Linked DNA regions of Mus musculus: region 1 is linked to region 2. A link is a contact called in public Hi-C data. All regions are on one chromosome and are shown on one strand. Each heading gives the region's core, a stretch centred on a gene start, on an enhancer-like site or on the middle of the called end of the contact. The rest is flanking DNA. Distances are from core to core; before and after follow the strand shown.

The links. A called contact is a pair of places that touch in the nucleus more often than the background predicts.
Region 1: a Hi-C map of bone marrow-derived macrophages shows a contact between it and region 2, with 1.8 times the contacts expected there. The contact joins two enhancer-like sites. A contact is called at or near these places in 10 of 484 Hi-C or Micro-C datasets (the G1E-ER4 cell line, bone marrow-derived macrophages, liver and 2 more) and 1 of 115 datasets of contacts at active chromatin or transcription factors (bone marrow-derived dendritic cells).

Annotation. Positions count from the first base shown.
Region 1 is chr2:84,263,218-84,269,698 of GRCm38.p6, forward strand. No RefSeq gene overlaps it. Among named protein-coding and RNA genes, the nearest start is that of Calcrl, 160 kb to the right of the region's middle. Within about 2 kb of position 3,789, at least 16 of the 459 cell types and tissues checked have an H3K27ac peak or open chromatin away from gene starts, as enhancers often do. A contact at or near this core is called in bone marrow-derived macrophages, where this site is marked.
Region 2 is chr2:84,054,313-84,060,899 of GRCm38.p6, forward strand. No RefSeq gene overlaps it. Among named protein-coding and RNA genes, the nearest start is that of Zswim2, 120 kb to the left of the region's middle. Within about 2 kb of position 5,144, at least 114 of the 459 cell types and tissues checked have an H3K27ac peak or open chromatin away from gene starts, as enhancers often do. A contact at or near this core is called in bone marrow-derived macrophages, where this site is marked.

The sequences.
Region 1 (6,481 bases), core at 2,539-5,038, 210 kb after region 2:
CCACTTCTGTGCAGCACCACACCAACCCTGCTGTGCTCATAGCACACAGCACTACAACTCCATCCCATCACTTTTCATCTTGATTCTTCAAGTATCAGAGATGGGTTGATAGAATACTAAAGGAAATCAAAGCATGATTCCCCTCCCACTGACACTACAGTCTGGAAAAGAACTTCCCTCACCCTTCTGTAATGGCTTGCCTTTTCTCCCCTGTTATATTCAAGGACTGTATAAGTAGAGAGTTCTGTCTCCCTTTCAATTTATTTGAGTCATAGTTATTATAATTGTAGGATTCAGATTTAATTAAAATACATACATAAATGTCCATAAATAATTATAGACTATGTGTTTACATTATATATATATATATGTACAGTCACAAGTATTCTATGTTTGTGCTTCATGTGTATTATTACATGTAAAAATACATATAAAAGAAGCACCTGTTACTCTGTCCAACTCTCTAAGACATTAGCAGCATTACAGAAGTTACCTAGGTACAACTCCGTACTCAGAAAGCCCACTATTTCTCTTGCATTTTTCCTGTTCAGTTGTGGCTGTGTGTCAAGTGTCTACATGTAGTTATTGAACATGTATATGTCTTTAGCTCCATGTGGTGCTCAGGCTATTCATTAATGTGTCCAGTACATATAGACTTGCTCATTTTAGCAGCTGTTCTTATCAGTGTTGCTGGACACGAGGGTGTTCTTATCTGTGTTCACTGCTTCTGAGTGTTCCTCTTAGTCACATGGCTAGGGTAAAATTGCTTTTTTGTGTAGTATGTGTATCTGAAAGTGGTATGCTACTGGCTTTTACGATTTTACAATTCCTTTGATAGACTGTGAAACTCACTACTCCAAATTGTCACTAAATGAGTTATTCTTCTCTTTTATCGTTTGTGCAAGCCAAGAGTTTATGAAAGTTGAAGGCTATATTAATGACAATGGACTTTCTTAGTTTCTATAAAATTAAACAGTGTAGATTTGAAGCCCATAAAGCAGTGCAGTAAATTGAATGGTGGTCCTGCGAAGGAAAAGCCTACTTGGATTTTATTCAGAAGAATCCCAAACTGGGATTCCATGCGTTATCATGGGCATCAAACCCAATGACAAGCGACTTGTATGACATGAGAAGGGAACAGCATGCACAGAAGTCCATGTGAAAACAGACACTGGAATTTGCAGCCTCAAGCCAAGACCATTCAGAACTCCCTAGTGAGGAAGGATTTCCTTTAAGAGCTTGCAAAGGGAATGCAATCCTACCAACACATTCATTTTGGATTCCTGATCTTCAGAACTATAAAAGACAAAACTTCTGCTATTTTAAGCTGCCAAGTCGTGGTAATTTATCATGGTACACTTAGAAAGAAACCAATACAGCTGATTCATGTCTGTGACCTGTAACACATCTTAGGCTGGTGATCATATTGTAAAACATGCATCATTAAGTTTAAGCCAAAAGCAGTGTAGAACAGTCAAGTAGACTGGGGGTGGGGGGTCAGGGGTAAGTATGTGCATGAGTGTGCAGGTCAGGGGTCGATATCAGGATTCTTCCTGTATTGTTCTCTACTTTAAGTTTTGAGCAAGAATTTTTTTCACTAAACATGGAGCCCATTGTTTGTACTAGAATGGTTGTCCAGTAAATCCTTGGAATCATTTTGTCTCTATCCCAACCCAGCATGGGGTAGGAGGAAAATGTAGCCATGCCTAGCTTTTAAATGGATGCCAGAATTCCTAACTCAAATTCTCATTCTTGAGTACTAATCCCTGTACCCACTGAGAGATCTCTTCAGGCCACAAAGATTGTCATTCTAGGTGCCTTGTACCCAGAATAAAGGTTTTCTAAAATAGGTGTTTATTATAGGGATAGAGAAAATGCAATCAGTTTCCTGTTGCTTCTGTAACAGATTGCCACATTAGTGGGTTAGAACCACATAAATTTAGTACTTTACAGCTCAAGGGGTCAGAAGTTTGAACTGAGTCTCATTGGCTGAAATTGAGAAATCAGTATTGCTGAATACCTCCTGATGTTCCCTAGGGGAAATTTTACCATGCCTTCCCAAGTGCTAGAAGCTGCTCACATTATTTGAACTGAGACCAGTGGCCATTTGAGTTTTTCTCACATTGTGTCATTTTTAGGTTGACTCTGCTTCTTTTTTTGGTATTAAAGGAAACATACTTTTACAAACTATGATGGAATGAGAATCTCTTTGTATCAAGGATACTAAATTAGCAAACTAATGTCACCTACAACGTTAATTTTCCCTTGATGCGATTTTACAAAGACTAGAATGTGGAACTCTCTGCGGGACCTTTATTCTGATGGTGTTGCTGTGAAACTCTTATATTAATGAACTCACTAGAACAAGTAAGCCCAAGACCACACACTCTCACAGGAAGCACACACACCCAGCTCTGTTCCCAAGATGACCTAACCCCTCCTGATTCATACACCAGGATCCCCAAAGACCTGTGGTAGTATACACATCTGCCACCTAGGCTTGAAATAGCCATTGTTCCCACTAAATACTTTGATAAAAAACTGACATTAAAAATGAGTTATAATTCCAAAATGCAATTGCATATACTTTATATTACTTTTCAAAGTGTGTAATTCATGCTTTCCTGTTGGAACTAATTAATGCATTTCACTTAAAAGTGGGTCCATGGTAGGCTTTTTGATTTACCTTAATTCAGTTCTTCTCTTCAAAGAAATAGAAAACCAATATATTCTGGATTTAATCATTACTGCTTTATTGTTTATTACCTCTGAGGAAAGAAATAATTAGTGAACATTTTGACTAATTTTTTCCTTTCAGATATGAAACAAAAATTAAAAGATCTAATCAGTGAACTTGTAAAAGTAAGATAAAATGTCTGAAGATTAGAAAAATAGAATCATTTTTAATTTCCCCCACTATTAAAGTTTTACTATTGTTTAAGGTAGAAAGTGGTCTGACTTTGACATTTTCAACTTTAGTAAACACTGAAGACCTGATATGTGTGAAAACCATGTACGTCTGAACAACTGCTGGGAGTTTTCTCCCTGTGTAATCATCAGGATTTGCTGAAACACAGCTGCACTTCAACACGTGATGGAATGGCAATGAATGACCCTCCCTCCCACCCTCCCCGTGCTCTGGGGAGAAGCCATACAATAAATCTTAGCACTGGACAGCTTATCCATTAAATTGAAGAGGCAAACATTTGTAATTGCTTGAGAACTGTTTCCTCTCACCTGTCCCTGTCACTCCCCATCACCCCAGAACTATAAAAAAAAAAAAGAAAATTACTGGAATTTCTCAATGGTGTGGATTGGAGACAAAACAACGGTGACAAACCTTAGATATTCAATTACTGCTGTGTGCTGGCAAACTATCCCATGTACCAAGAACATGGCAGAGCTAATTCTCAGTCTCGAATCATAACTTTGAATAATACTGTAAAATAAGTAAAAAATAGTCATTCACGGGCCTTTAGGATAATTTGTCTTGTACACATTAGTGTTATTTTCTAATAAAGTTCATTTTGATACAGTAGATTATATTTTGTTAAGTGAGTCACAAATTACCTTTTGCTCTGCTGTTTAAAAAACAATTTTTATACAATAATTCATGTTGATAAGTCTTTTAATATAATTTCTATTGTTGCAACAAAACACCATGACCAAAAAAGAAGTTGGGGAGGAAAGGGTTTATTTGGCTTACACTTCCAGATCACAATCCATCAATGGAGGAAGTCAGAACAGGAACTCAAGCAGAGCTGGAACAGGAAGCCAGAGCTGATACAGGGGCCATAGAGGGTGCTGCTTACTTGCTTGCTTCTCCCGGCTTGCTCAGCTAGCCTTCTTATGGAACTAAGGAACACCAGCCCAGGGACGGCAGCATCCACAATGGGCTAGTCCCTCCCACATTGACCACTAATTGAGAAAATGCCTTACAGCTGGATCTCATGGAGGCATTTCTTCAACTGACGATCCTTCCTCTCTGATGACTCTAGCTTGTGTCAAGCTGACACACAAAACCAGCCAGTACAGTGCTTATCGAGAAGGTTTCAGTGAACCTAGTTCCAACTGTTATTACCACATTAATTAATATTTTAGTTAACGAGCTATAATTAGTTTTGACTTACAGGAAGTTAAGTGAGTCAGAGTTCCCACGAACTGCCTTGCTCCCCTGTTTACAAGGACTCTGATCTTTAACAGAAAGTCATATTTCTTAACATTAATAAACCAGAACATCACATTAACTGAAATTAATTAATTTTATTAGGATCCACTATTGTATAACTTTATGTATTTTTGAAAACTGTGGGAAGTTCCATAGTCACCATTATAGTAACTTAAAAACTAGTTTCATTGTCCTACATGTTCCAAATATTCCATATTATCCTCCTCCCCTCCCACCTAATTGCTGTAGGTAGATCTTTCTGTTCTGTAGTTTTGCCTTTTCCTGAGGTTCACATCATTAACTTCATACAGTTTGTATCCTTTTCATACTGGCTTCTTTCACTCAGCAAATGACAGGGTTCATCCATATTTTAGTGGCTTTTGCTATTGCTGAGAAATATTCCTTTGCCTGCATGTACCACAATTTGATTACCCATTAACTTGGGTTTTTGAGGGGTGCATGCATATGTTTGTGTATGAGCACAAATCTCAGGGGTCATTTATCCTCAGGCACAATACTTCTTGTCCTTTGAGGCAGGATCTGTCACTGGCCTGCAGCTTGCTAATCACACCAGACAGGTTGCCTAGGGAGCCAAGGGACTCTGCCTAGCTCCATCTATTTCTGCATCACAGGCCCTAGAGATTTCAAATGATTACCAAATACAGAGATTTTGCTTGCTCACTTGTTTGATTTTTTTATAAATGTATTTTTATTATTTAAATGTTTCACATAATATATTTTGATCATACTTACCTTCTCTCAACTCTTCCCAGATCCTCTCATCTCCAAACTCAGATAATTTCACGTTCTCTCTCTCTCTCTCTCTCTCTCTCTCTCTCTCTGTTTTTAAAAAATATATAAAAATCAAAATATGAGACTCACACATACAGACAGAGGCCAACAAGGAAAGACAACACAAAAAGCACACAAGAAATGCGGTCTAGTTTACACTGGCCAACTAAATTGATTTTTCACTTTTGTAGAACGTATCAATTGTGACTGCATTCAATTGCAGCTTCTTTGTTAGAGGTGGGATTCTACTTCTCAGTGTTGGGATTTGGTCTGGTTTGGACCTGTGATGTCATGTGTATGTTGTCAGGATTGTCTCTGTGACCTCATTTGTGCATCACTCCTATGTATCGAGATGATGTTGTTTCCTTGTAGCCATCCACCACCGCTGGCTCTTAAAATCTTCTTTCTTCCATGTAGATCCCTAAACTTTAAGGGGCTTTGGATGTCTAAAGACATCCCATTTAGAGCCGAGTTCCAGAGCCTCTCACTCTCTCTACATTGCCCAACTGTGAGTCTCTGTGTAAATTATCTTCTACAGCACGTAGAAGCTTCATTGTTCACCATGTGAATGGCAGCTGAGCCAGTGTTGGTCAGAGAATAGTACTAAGGTAACTTTGGCAGAACGGTAGTCCAACTCTGCTCTGGGACAGCATAGACCAGCTTACCCAGAACTGAAATCCAGGTTACCTGTGTTTTCTGGGCCCAATAGTTCCATTTCTCTTACTTTGTATGCCAATTACTACAGTTTTACCATTTTTTTGTTTTACTTGATGCTTTAAATTTATGCTTTTATTTGTTATAAACATATTGACTATTGGATTCCATTTATTTGCTTTGAATTTTGAACAGATTTTAAAGTAAATGTGCTAATATTAACCAAGAACACTAGTATTAAATACATCTTGAAGTCTGACACTCATATGTGGTAGTCCCATGTTATACTTGTTGGATGAATTCAATGTAAATAATACAGACTTTTTTTTAAAGTTTATTACAAGTGGCTGAATATAATGCTCTCACTGAAAGCTTGAAATGATTCTCTAGGGCAAATCCTTCAGTAGCATAAGACAAAGACTACAGAGCAAAACTGCTAAGCCTACATTTGTATAATGGATCTAGAAATGTAAGAGCTATTGGAATTGGGAATTTCTCAGCTCTGATTTGATCCCAAATCAGAAGTAGAATAAAAGAAAATTAATGAGGATTCACAAGATAAATGTCTGTAGTCAGGGGAAGCAATGAGATGGTGTTTTATAAACTACTCCCTAGAGCAATGAATTCTCTGCTGGCTCCATGACAAGTGCACAATAATTTACCCACATGCACATGTACCCACAGAACAGTCATATATTTACATAAAATAAATTTTAAAAACTACAATGAAGTCAATTAAATTTTTTGCTCTGGGAGTTATAAGTGTAAGTATACAATATTAACTCAAACAAAGTGGAAAAGTCTTGTTGATGCTTTTTTCATAAATTAAATTTATTTTAAGTGATAGTTTTTAAAAAAGTGTACATT
Region 2 (6,587 bases), core at 3,894-6,393:
TAACTCATCCCAGAGACCCCCCTTCAAAACCTGCAATACCTTACATTTTTATCATATTCTTTAAAATTATAAAATATTGTAACAATAAAAATGAGTATTATAAAAGTTGCTTGATATAAAACAACTGTATGATATTTTAAAACAATCACTATTAGTTTTTTAGTGAACATAAAGTCTTTTTGTTTGTTTGTCTGTTTTGTTTTTAGTAGAGCTTAAAATCTTGGCTCTTATTGTGGTACAAACACAAAATAAGAACAGTTTTTGGACATTGGAGTTCATTGTAATAAGGCTGTACTTGAATGTCCCTCACATCACCAAAGGATTTTACCTCTATAGTAGATAAGCTAAGAGTTGACAGTTCTATTGTGCCAAGGAATGAATTGCAGGTACGATTTTTGGATACAAATTTCCTGCTACGGTCAAAGCTATTTGAATTCAGTGATTGACGTCATTTTCTGCTCACAGGGATCAAGTTACATTCATTTAAGAAATGTTGTATGTATTAAGATAATCTATCCATGAAGTCATTCATCAACTGTTTCAACAAACAATGGTTCTGCTTGGAGTGTGGCACAGACGTTAGGTGAGGGTAAGATTCTGGTTCATTGGCTGTGATGGTTTTGAAAAGCATTCATATCAGAATAAGAGTAACTTATAAAGTCCTCTTCTTCAAAATTGATTACAATAATTATAAATATCAAGCAAAGCCTTCAGTCTCACTTTTTGCTGTTCTCTTACAAGCCACCTCCCAAATTAATTGTCTACATTTCTTTTGGCTGTATAAAATTTTTTGAAATATGTAAGCTGTTCTGAAAACCATAGTATAGGGTAAAAACATCAAATTCACAATCCTACTAATAGAGAGGCTGAGAAAGGAAAAGCATGACTTCAAGACCATTATGTGGCCCACAGCAAGACCATGTCATGTACAAACACTCAGAAAGTATATATGGATTGAACAGTATTTGACCTATTTCTCCCATTACCAAATTAGAGAGACCACGTGATGACAGCCGACAAATTCTAATTCCTCATATTTTTTGAATTTCAATCAGTTAGGGTTTGTTGGTAATATTAATTTTCATATTAAGAGATATTAAGGAAAGGTGATTGTTCTTCCTGTTAATTTTCTTGTTAGAGATGGAATGATGTTTGTGTGGGTTTGTTGAAAGATTACTTTCTTGCTTCTTCTAGGGTGTAGTTTCACTCCTTGTGTTGGTGTTTTCCATCTATTATCCTTTGTAGGGCTGGATTTGTGGAAAGATATTGTGTAAATTGGTTTTGTCATGGAATATCTTGTTTTCTCCGTTTATGGTGATTGAGAGTCTGTTATTTGACCTTTTCCCCTTACTTCTTTTAAAATTCTTTGTTTAGTGCATTTGGTGTTTTGATTATTATGTGACAGGAGGAATTTCTTTTCTGGTCCAGTCTGTTTGGAGTTCTGGAGGCTTCTTTTATGTTCATGGGCATCTCTTTCTTTAGGTTAGGGAAGTTTTCTTCTATAATTTTGTTGAAGGTATTTACTAGCCCTTTAAGTTGGGAATCTTCACTCTCTTCTATACCTATTATCCTTAAGTTTGGTCTTCTCATTGTGTCCTGGATTTCCTGGATGTTTTGGGTTAGGAGCTTTTTGCTTTTTTCGATTTCTTTCACTGTTATGTCAATGTTTTCTATGGAATCGTCTGCACCTGAGATTCCCTCTTCTATCTCTTGTATTCTGTTGGTGATGCTTGTATCTATGACTCCTGATCTCTTTCCTAGGTTTTCTAACTCCAGGGTTGTCTCCCTTTGTGATTTCTTTATTGTTTCTAGTTTCATTTTTAGACCCTGGATGGTTTTGTTCCTTTCCTTTGCCTGTTTGATTGTGTTTTCCTGTAACTCTTTAAGGGAATTTTGTGTTTCCTCTTTAAGGGCTTCTAGCTGTTTACCCATGTTCTCCTGTATTTCTTTAAAGGAGTTATTTATGTCCTTTTTAATGTCTTCTATCATCAACATGACAAGTGATTTTAGATCTGAATCTTGCTTTTCTGGTGTGTTCGGGTATCCAGGACTTGCTATGATGAGAGAATTGGGTTCTGATGATGCCAAGTAACCTTGGTTTCTGTTGCTTATGTTTTTACGCTTGCCTGGTTATCTCTTATGCTATCTACCCTGGCTATGTCTGACTGGAGCCTGTCCTTCCTGTGATCCTGGTTGTGTCAGAACTCTTTCTAGTCCAGGTATCTCTGTGATCCTGTGATTCTGGGATCCTGCAATCCTGAGATACTGGGTGTGTCCAAGCTCCTGGGAGTCAAGTTGCCTTTGGGACCTTGAGATCCTGTTATGACCAAACTCCTGGGATCCTGGGATCCTCTGATCCTGGGCTTGTTAGAGCGCCTGGGAGTGGAGCTGCCTCCGGGTATTGTGGGGCTGGCTACAGAGTTTGCGTCCAAGGTCTGCTCAGGGTGCTGGCCCAGACGTACCAGAAGGTATGTTTCATTTTCTAGCAGGTACCAATGAAAGAAAGCAATAATACAGCACTGTTTTATCCTTTTATGCTTCAGCCATTGCTAAGATGGTTGTATTAATCCCAAAGATGGGAGAAAGACCACTGACCCAAATCATCATGGCCAAATTAATTAAAGCAAGAAATTAATTAAAGCTTTTTAAATTCATGTACACTGGCTGTCTTCCCCTAAGGTAGGATTTGAGAGATCAGCATTGGACATGAAGAACACATGGCTTTTATAGCTCAGGGGTACGTGGGCAAAATAAGAGCAGAACATTAGCACAACCAGTTAGTCCTTCCTGAAACAAAGAGATTGCAAGGTAGGCTTATAACAAAGTAGTTATAACAACAGGTAGTCATAACAAGGTAATCATAGGTGGTCATATAACCTTTTGAAACAAAGGTAGGATTGCAAGATGGTTATAAGCAACTTTTTGAAATAAAGACTTGATTGCCATTTCTGGAACAGACAATACACAACCATTTGTAGTCAAGGTTGCAAGTGGGGCATAGCCAAATCCTTGAGAAACAGATTTAATCAAAAACAGGAATGAACCTAGTTTGTCTTTAGTATAAAATGTCTTTTAAGCCTAAGATGGAGGGAGGCTGGCTCTTCAGTTGGTCCCTCCAAGGAAACTAAGGAAAGCCTTTCCCTTCATGGGATATTTAAATGCACAGGTTTTTATTGTTTGTTAGATTAAATATACATGGCCTCTACATATTTATATTTTTCTACATCTCTTTATAATGAAAGTGTTTACAATAGTTTCTTTCCAGCTTCTTGATATACAGAGTATCATTATTGGCTACCGTCCTCTTACTCACACATAACTTTTTGCTCCTCTCTGATTCTCTGACTGGAATTTCATGCTAACTTATCACCTTTTCCATAGACTTCTCTATCCACTACTCTGGTAACCAGTATTTTACTTTAAAATTGTATGAATAAAGTATTTTTTTCTTTTTTTCTTTTTTTTAAACTACCTGGAAAACTCCAGTTAGGGAATTTTGGTTAGTTTATTTCTCCATTTAAAGAACATGAAACTGTTGAGAATACAGAATGAAATATTTATAACAGTGTGCATTTTCTGGAGTGCGTTTTCTTAACTCAACCTCTATTCTTAATGGTCATTTTGGATTTTGACACCGTAGATGACAGAGGGTTTCATGTTAACTGAGATGAAGGAGAAAGAAAAGCAGAGTGGACTGTAGCAATGGTGGTAAAGTTCAGAGGAAAAAGGTATGGTAAAAATGGGCATCATTGGGAAAGGACAATATCTAAGTTCTCTACCATTGAAGTTTGCAGTGAATCTGTTATTCTCTGGGTTGTTTGGGTAAACTCATGCTCATTAAGTCCCTTGTCTTAGAGTTGAAATTCTCTTCCTCTTCTTTCTACTGTTGAATATATGACTTAAAATGTGGTTATGTCCTGTTAATTTACCTGCAGCTTGTAAAGCCAACAGCAGTTTTAAAACTTTTGCCGAGCAAAATTATTAAGCAAAAAATTAATGTTCATATTTATTATCCTGGTCTAGTTAAAAATACATGAACAGTACCTTGGTCTAGTAAAAACTAAGTTACTGAAATTACACTATTTACACAGTTACAAGTCAGTATTAGTCACAATTAATGACAGTTCTTCAGAAGAGAAAACTGTTAATGTCATAAATCTCAAGGCAAACCTAGGTTCTGGTAACATTAAACAAAAATATTTTTACAGCTAGAAAAGTTGTTTCTCAGAGATTATATCTTTCAATGGTGTTTTGAAATAATAATAAGCTGGCTTAGCGGAGTTGGGAAGCAAAGTTCAAAGTAACCAAATCAACCCAATCTTTATGAGTGTATGGCTATCCTGTAGATGTGGTGCTTTGGCTTCTTATTCATTGACAAAATCAGAGAGTATATATAACTTACAAACTCTTGTTCTGGGACTTTGACTATATCTAAAAAAGAAATACCCTTAAATCAATGGCCTCCTGAGATACAATCTTCATGCTCTAAATATAGTCTTCCTCTTTTTCATGTAACTTTATCATTGATTTTCTAATTTGATTCTAACCTTAATACAAGCATTAATATTTACATTATAGCTTACATTCTATTTCACCCTATGTGTTCAATATTATGGTTTTTGTGTATGAAACGAAATGCTCTCTAAAACTATTAAATGATCTAAAAATGAGTTCCAGCTGTCTACCTTCAATCATGCCCCAGCACTGCCTACACTAGAAATATTTGTGTTGTGTGAACCCACAGGAGATAGGACTTTCTGCTTGATAGAATCAGAAATTATTCAAATGCTGAAAATGAATAGAAGATATAAAAGAAGTCAGGCAGGTAAATAGACATTTTTAGGTTCAAAGCAAAGTCTGGTTATAGTACATAAAAAAAAAAAGCCTATGTCAATGGAAGCTGTTTGTAAAGACAAAATCAAATATTAAAGCTCGGTAAATCAGTAACATGTCTTACTGTTGTGGGGATTATGTATAAATTGTTAGAAGATAATGACAAGGAACTAAGCAGAAAGCAGAGCTGAATAGTTAGCAGTAGGTTAAAGGTGGCTTTAGGAAGGAGGACAAAATGTAGTGTTGGCTCTGTTGCGGTGGGAGGAGCAGAGCTACTTCCGCTGAGTCACCGGATGCTGCTGACTCAGTCTAAGAACTCTTATTTTTAGCTTCAGAGCAGAAATTTCAACACTCAGTCTTTTACAGCGGAAGGACTAGGTATTAATCTTCCTTTCGTCACAGTCATTTCTGAGTTCAAGGCTGTGCCTAGCAGTGGGGTGAGAGAGTCAGCATTGGGGACTGTAGTTAGTTAGGTGCCGGTGGAAGATTCTTTGTTTCAAGCTTTGTCCTTCTCTTCCTTTCCATGTTTGCCTTCTTCCCACTTGTGTGAACTTGCTAGAACTAACAATGCTGCCTCTGACCTGACACAGAATACCCTTTTGCAATTCAAACCATATTTATTCGTTTATTTATTTATTTATTTATTTATTTATTTATTTTTAAGTTTTTAAGATTATAAGGTAATTACAACATGTTCCTCTTCATGTGCATGTCACACAAGTCTGATTAGTTATGTCTTTGATAGAATTTTAACATGTGTGACTTCAAACACCCTTCTGTCCTCAATAGCTCATAGTCCCTTGACTGTTCTCATTAAAGTACTTTGAAAAACACATTTGAAGAAATTGAGTTAAGAGTTTGCTGCACAAGAAACTCCTACCTGATTGCTATTAAGATAGAATGTTAACAGAAAACATGCAGAGGAAGTCCTCAAGATGGTGTGTTAGCGACTTCTTAGCTTGTCTCTGAACTGAAGCACCAGGCTGCCCATACCATACCTACACATGACATAGGAAGTGGGATTACTTCACCTGAATTTCACACTTGGTATTACTTTCAAAGGTTGCAGTCTAGAGTTTTTCTATTAAATTGAAAATGATTATACAAGAAGAAATTAAATTTTATGTTTTCATCAAGGTAAAAGATTCTTGAATTTTCATTTTAAAAAATATTTTTGGCTAAAATGTGCAGAGAAAACAAAAATCTTTGAAAACTAAGAATTATAAATGTGTATAGTATCTAAAAGTTGGTTTTTAATCCACTTAGTATAAAATATTTTCTATTCTCCTATATCAAATTCATTTTATTTGAGAATCATAGCATCAAATAACACAAAAATTCATGAAATATTTCACACATATATTTTTATAAAATCAAATAAATACAACTCTGAAGCATTTTCTCTTAAACATTCTCAAAATTTGGAAAATGTGGCCGTTCAAAGTCTGAAAATTTTTCTGAGAGAAATTTATTTTTCTGCAAAGTTCATTATTTTTCTTTATGACAAATTTCTCTGTGTGTCTGTAGCACATTTTAACTTGATAAGCATTTTCTTTCTCCATATCGTCAGCAGCATTTGTTGTTGGATTTCATGATGATAGCCATTCTGATTCAGGTGAGGTAATATGGCAAAGTAGTTTGAATTTGAGTTTCACTGATAACTAGGAATATTGAGCTCTTTTCAAAATACTTGCTGGTCATTTATGGTTCTTCTGTGAACTTCTTGTTCTTTTCACTAGTCCACTTATTGACTG